Linked DNA regions of Danio rerio: region 1 is linked to region 2. Evidence: chromatin contacts called from public HiChIP or PLAC-seq data. All regions are on one chromosome and are shown on one strand. The core of a region is the stretch at or near the end of the contact, and the rest is flanking DNA. Distances in the headings are between cores, read along the strand shown. Region 1 holds the start of irx1b (iroquois homeobox 1b). Region 2 holds the start of nsun2 (NOP2/Sun RNA methyltransferase 2).

The links. HiChIP or PLAC-seq counts read pairs in DNA pulled down with a chosen protein or histone mark.
Region 1: a contact with region 2 is called in an H3K4me3 HiChIP or PLAC-seq map of embryo, with 4 times the contacts expected there. The contact joins the promoter of irx1b here to the promoter of nsun2 in region 2.

Annotation. Positions count from the first base shown.
Region 1 is chr19:30,547,986-30,551,365 of GRCz12tu, forward strand. It overlaps irx1b (iroquois homeobox 1b), which reads right to left and starts at 1,251. Exons shown (of 4, transcript NM_131823.1): 1 at 880-1,251; 2 at 1-160. The coding sequence starts at 1,125. The region is part of intron 2 of LOC141379111 (a long non-coding RNA gene); the gene reads left to right.
Region 2 is chr19:30,275,721-30,278,975 of GRCz12tu, forward strand. nsun2 (NOP2/Sun RNA methyltransferase 2) reads left to right here and starts at 1,349. Exons shown (of 19, transcript NM_199711.1): 1 at 1,349-1,512; 2 at 1,947-2,104. The coding sequence starts at 2,049. It overlaps srd5a1 (steroid-5-alpha-reductase, alpha polypeptide 1 (3-oxo-5 alpha-steroid delta 4-dehydrogenase alpha 1)), which reads right to left and starts at 516. Exons shown (of 6, transcript NM_001076653.1): 1 at 114-516. The coding sequence starts at 424.

The DNA of each region.
Region 1 (3,380 bases), core at 1-2,500, 270 kb after region 2:
ACCATGCTTTCAGTGTGCTGGTGGTTTCTCTGGTAGCGCTCTTGGCCCGGGCCGGATCACCGTACTGATACTGGCCGTATGGATAAAAACCGGGCGCAGCGTGCACTGCAAATCCTGGAGGATGAGCCCCGGGGTTATCCTTCAGCTCATACTGCGACCCCTGGGGATTAGAAAAATTAATTATCAGTAGGTTTGTAGACATGCACAGGAAAGAGTAATACGAATGTCGTTCCTTCTATTTTGGTATTATTTTGAAAAGTGTTAAAGTAGTATTTCAACACGAGAAATGAACTGTTGCTGCAAACTTCTAGCAGTGATTTACTTTTAAAACAAACACTGGAAACCTAAATAAAATTACTTATGCAGAACTATAATTTGGAAATATAAAGTTTAATAATTATTATTCGATAATTACAGTGCCAAAATAGAGATTATTTCAAATGTTAGAGAATTAAAAAAATCGCTAATTAATCTTAAAAATAAATGCAGTCATTGTCTCTTGTTCTTCTTTTATGTATGCAGAACTGTTTTAGTCTGTGAAAGTAGAACAACTACAAATTACAATTTGTTGTTTTTAATTAAAAACATTAGTTTTTAAATCCGTTCAATTCCGATTATTTTAAAGATTGCGTTTATATTTTTAACCTCTCGAAACACTGCCATATAAAACATTTAATATACATCTGATAAACATTTAAAACTAATAGTTTAATGCAAAATGTAATGTTTAAAGTTTAATTCATCTTATTATATATATATATATATATATATATATATATATATATATATATATATATATATATATATATATATATATATATTAGACAGATATTTACCACTGTAAAATACTTTATAACATGTATATATAAACTGTCTTACCATCTGAGAGAGCAGGGCCAGCTCGGCACTGTTGTAAGGTAAGAAGGCGCTATAATTTTGCACGGTCCACGGATTCGCATACATGCCGAGCATCGGCGTGATAGCAGCCGCTGCAGTCGCGGGATTTGCGCTGTTGTCCGAGCTTCCCTCGCGTGGAGAGGACGGCATTACACCCGTGCGCTCCGCTCCGTACACCTCTTGGGAGGCGTTTAGGAACTGTGGGTAACCCAGTTGGGGGAACGACATGTCCAACTCCCGAGGAACTCTGTCGGAGATTTACAAGAGAGAAGGGCAATCCACTTTCAATCACAGCAATAACTCTCGCTTGGTGCAGAAGCGCGGTCTCTTCAGGAGGAACGTCTAGTGATGCGTCTACCCTCTGGACCTCTCACAATTTGAAGTTGACGGCTTGATTGGCATGATACTTAAGCGCGAGGCCCCTCCTATCCGGGGCCACGCGATAAGTAGGCTGCAGTGTGTGTTATTGTGTGTTTTTGTGGCAGTGTAAACGAAGTGCTTAGTTACATATACGCCTTGTTCGCGTAAAAATGTGGAATGTGACAACAAATATATAAATATTTAACATAAAATAAATAGTTTTGCATTATAAAATGTTAAGAGCAGTGTTGCTGGGCATGACTGCATTTATGCATTTCTGAACTTTCTTCATATTAATTTAAGGTAAATAATTTAATTAATAAAGCTTATAGCTAATATTAACGAGACACAATTAATGCAAAAATGCTAGTGGAGTTGTCTGGTTAACTATTCTTACTTTTGTAAACACACGAATTAATAGGCTAAATGAATAAAATACAGTGTACTATATTTAAAAAAAATTAAAGAATTAAAAGAAAAAAATCTTAATTTTACAAAAATAAAACGATAAAATACAGTTAAAAACTTCTTAGCAGTGTTTTTAAGACAAGTTTGTTCTGTTACAAAATATTTAAAGTATTTTAAATTTCATGATTTTATGAATTAAGTGACATTTGACGCTAACAAACAGACTGATAAACTTGTTACTATAGTGCAATTATGTAATTTAGTTACACATATCAATATGAAATGTTTGCATCATCTAAGCGGTCTGTGCATTTAACTGATATATAATAAATGCTTCAAGTTTTCCTTATCTTGATATAATTATTATCTATGAACATTTTAAATAAAGTGTTATGTAAATAGGATAGAAAACGGCATTTTTGTACAGTGTTTATTAACTCCATCTACGATTAAATGCACTGACATTTATTGATTGCGCAATGCCATAACCTATCTATCTCCAGTCAATATTTCATGTTTTATTTAACGCGCATGCGGCTCAGGAGTTTGTATGTATAAGCGGCTTCAACGTCTGGTAGTGTGGAGTCGTGAAGAAGGCAATAATGGAGTGTAATAGTGATTTGATGGAGCGGAGAGAATCATCATCATCGCTCCCCTCCCTCTCACAGCGCGCGCGCACACACACAAGCGTTCACACGGCGTGCCAGAGAGGGTCTCAGTAATGTCCAACAGGGAAACAAACGATCCCGTTTATGGTAATTTGCACATTAGCATCACACAGGTTGTCCCGTGATAAGGTGACAGGTTAATGAAATGCTCCATTCAGAGGAGCCATTTGATCCCTCTGAGAGGTTGTGATAAGGAGCCAACCAGAGAAGCCTGCAATTAAAACCACAGCCTATCTCTCCATCCCAGTATATTTTCTCTCTCCTCCTCTCATCCACGGCTGGTAATGAGGGCTAACACCCCTGTCTGCGCTAATCCTCCCCCTGGGTGCACCTTGCTATCAGATGTTAGCTTTGTAATTATTTATCCAAAAAGTCATAATTTCATGCTTGAGTAGCAAATGAGTTTGGCGAGCTGGTTAGGCAATTCTCTTCGTGTCCTGCGAAGCGGAGAGCGGGATTTAATGATTTAATTACAGCAGTTAGTCCTCCATTTGGCGCTAAGGAGTTTCACGTTTTAAAATGGCTATGGAGTCACCTGCCGTTGACGATTTCGGATGTTATAATCCACGTTTCCATTAATATTAATATTAAAAATCCATCCTGACAGCAATCTCTTCATCAAAAGTGAGCTGCATGATACAAAACCAAGAAGACGACACTTTTGCAATAGAAGGATCATTTTGGGTTTCATTAAAAATGTAATAAAGTTCTTAAAACTTAAATGGGGAAAGAGTTCTAAGAACTATTTTTTTTATATTAGTGTGAAAAGCACTTTATAAGTCTATTTTTTGCAATTGTTGGATAAAAAGTTTGCATGGATGTTAAGGGTTCTTCATGGAATTGTTGAATTCTTTTATATTGTAATTCCGGTTGTATTTTGCCCTCAAGGGTTTATAAATAAGTTTTACATTCAGAAATTAAGGTTTAAATAACTTATTGGCAACTGTACATTTTGTTTAGTAGTTTAAACTTACACCATCTTAAAGAGATAGTTCTCTTAAAATTGAATTTTTTACCATTTACTCACACACACAAGTGGTTGTAAAT
Region 2 (3,255 bases), core at 99-2,598:
ACAAATATGAAATAGTTTGACAACAAGCAGGAAATGTTCACTGGCCAATGAAATCACCACATTGAAATTGTGTATATGTTGGAACCAATGGTTGGAACAAATAAAAAACCTACCTTTGCATATAATGGCAAACGAACATGAGCAGGAGGAGTTGGTTGGGCAGGTGGATTATTTTTGAACTTGAACTCCATAAAGCTAAACTCGAAGGCAACAAAAAAGAAGGCAGCTCTTGAACGAACCAAGCCAACTTGACATTTACAGGGAATCCAAACCTGCTGGATGCATACCTGCCATAGGGCACATGCTCAAAGAGTAAAGCAACAAAAGTTATCAGAGCCATGGCCATCATCAGATACGATAAGCAATCCAAAACGTACAATTCTTCCTCCTCAGAAGAAAATAACGTATTCAGAAGAGCGTCCATAGTTGCTAATCAAAACCGATTAAGAATAAGACGGCAACTTACACGTAGTTCACAGTAGATGCACGAAACAGTCTGACACCATGGAGAAATCTGAAACCCCGCCCATCAGTACCACCACATGTTTTCCGCCAATCAGGAGACGTAACGGGCGGGGCATATACAAGAAAATATTCTTCCCCCTTACGTTCCCTTTTTTATATTGGACGAAAAAATTATTTGACAATTTTGTGTGTGTGTGTGTGTGTGTGTGTGGAGGACGAAACCTGCAAAAACAACAAATAACTACCCAAATATTTAAGTTAATTAGTAAATAAATTAACCTAAATATTTGGGTAAATATGCAAATAAATAAATAAATGTAAATAAAATACATACATAAACATATAAATAAAGATCGTGCGGGCAGGTAAACGATTACATGCTAATGAAAGGAGTTTCTGTCGATCATTGATGGCATAAAAACCGCCTTTTGATGATTATTGTTTTTGCAGGTTAATCATATCTTATAACTTTACAGAAATTCGATTTGCAATTTATTATATTTATAGCAACATTTAAATACAAACCTTAATTAACTCGATTACTTTAAGATAAACGCATTTGTTTATATTTTAAGTAGAACATTTACAAATGCATTAATAACGTTACATTTAAATGTTTGTTGTTTTTAAAATCAATTCATTTAAAAATAATTAGGAAAAAAAGTTGAATGAACGTTGTAAAATATTTTTTTAAAATCGCCAATATACTTATTACTCCCGAAGATTAAATACATTTTATAGTCTGATAGTTTATAATGAAAATATTACCATTTAGAGAGAAAGCGCGCCTCGTGCATAGAAGTCAGGCAATATTGCAGACACCATGGAAGGGGTCTTTCAGTCGAGTGTGCGCTTGTTTAGATCGCGTCACGAACACGTGAGTACAACAGGAGCTGAGAAGTGCAGCTATCCAGGCATTGCAAGATTAAACAGCGCAGATTTATATCCAGAGTTATATGCGTCGCTAACATGGGCAGGAGAAATAAAAACAGACCACAGCAGTACAGAGATGGAAGACCAGAAGGGAAAAGGAGCAGAGATGATGCTGTGAGTTTGCTAGCTGCTCTAGCTGCTTACTTTTCTACGCACTGCCAACACTGCACCTTAATTTCTAAGACTAACATGAAAACTACACTCAGAAATATGATTTTGTTTGTTCTTGTTCTTCGTTAACTACTTATTTAAAATAAGTGGAAACAACACATTTTTTGAGATTCTTTTTGTGACAATTTAATTGTTTTATGTTCAATCTACTTACTTAAATTTGTGAAAACTAATAAGTTAACTTAATTCCTTCATGTTATCCCAACACAAATCAATTGTGTGGAACCCAGCATTTGTTTATGGTGTATGAAGAATACACACAGCATATAATCACTTTAGAAAGACTGTCAGAAAAAAATAAATCAATGGGATCTCTTGATAAATTTTAAATCCAATACCTGTATTAAATAGTGTGCTCACATGGGCTCTTTTGGTAGGCTTGGGGTGCTGGATATGCTGATATTGTCAAGGAAAACAAACTCTTTGAGCACTACTATCAAGAGCTAAAGATTGTTCCTGATGGAGAGTTTGAGGAGTTCATGGAGGCCATGAGGGAGCCACTGCCAGCTACAATACGGATAACAGGATACAAGAGGTGACATGATATTTTCTGCAGATCCAAAGGGATTATTCACTCAAAATTGTCTTCTTCCATCCGTATAATTCCTAAAACATTTCTGAAGAGTATTTTGATAACCTGCCGCTTCAGGGTTTCCACTGAACTTCTGAAATATTAGGCAATTTTAGATTGAGGTAAAGTTGGTTCTGTATTTGCACATTAAGACTTTTTTTTTTTTTTTTAATAATGTAATTTCAGAAAAGTATTTGCGAATCTCTTATAGGAAAATCGAAAAGTGAATAAATGAGCGTTTCCAGCGTTATAGCTGTGTTACACATCTGTAACACATTTTGCAGTAAAAACACAGCACAGATATTCCCAGAGAAAGTATATGTTTAACATTATATTAAAACATCTGTTCATATTTTCTCAAACTACTAACCACAGAGTTATGGGATCAGAACAATATTAATTTGTAAACTTGTTTTGTACTTAAATAAGGAAAATATATGGGCAATTCCATGCAAATGTCAACCTTGTCATAAAAAATAATGCAGTTTTCACCAAAATAGAGAAACCATTTCTACATTTTTTGTGTTAGTGAGTTTTTTGCAGTACTTTAAAAATACTTGTAAATGTATCTGTCAGTATTTCAAACTATTATATTTAATTTGCCAAAATCACACAAGTGGCAATTTCACAGCTGTCACATCCATAACGGAGAAGTGTCACATCCATAATGACACTTTTTCTTCATAAATGCAAAAATGTCAAATAAAATAAAATCAATCATTTTAATTCTATAGTGAGCCGACTCATACCTGTTTGATGAGCATTGTGTCTTTTGGGTTGTGCAGTTTAACTGTCAGAATTTCTAAATAATCTGTTGTCGACTGTAAATTCGCAAACTTTTTTTGTCACATCCATAACGCATGTTTATTTTCCTAATTTAAAATATAAAACATGTTTACATATTCGATATAATGTCAACATATACTTTCTGTGTGAAATTATGTTTAGAGTTTTTACTGCAAATGTCACATCCATAACGCTGGAATTGCTCATATGTGTTTTATACATGTGACCAAAAAGTTTGCGAGTTTACAGTATACAACATACTATGTATAAATTCTGTAAATTAAACTGCACAACCCAAAATAAACAATGCTAATCAAAAGGTCAAGGAT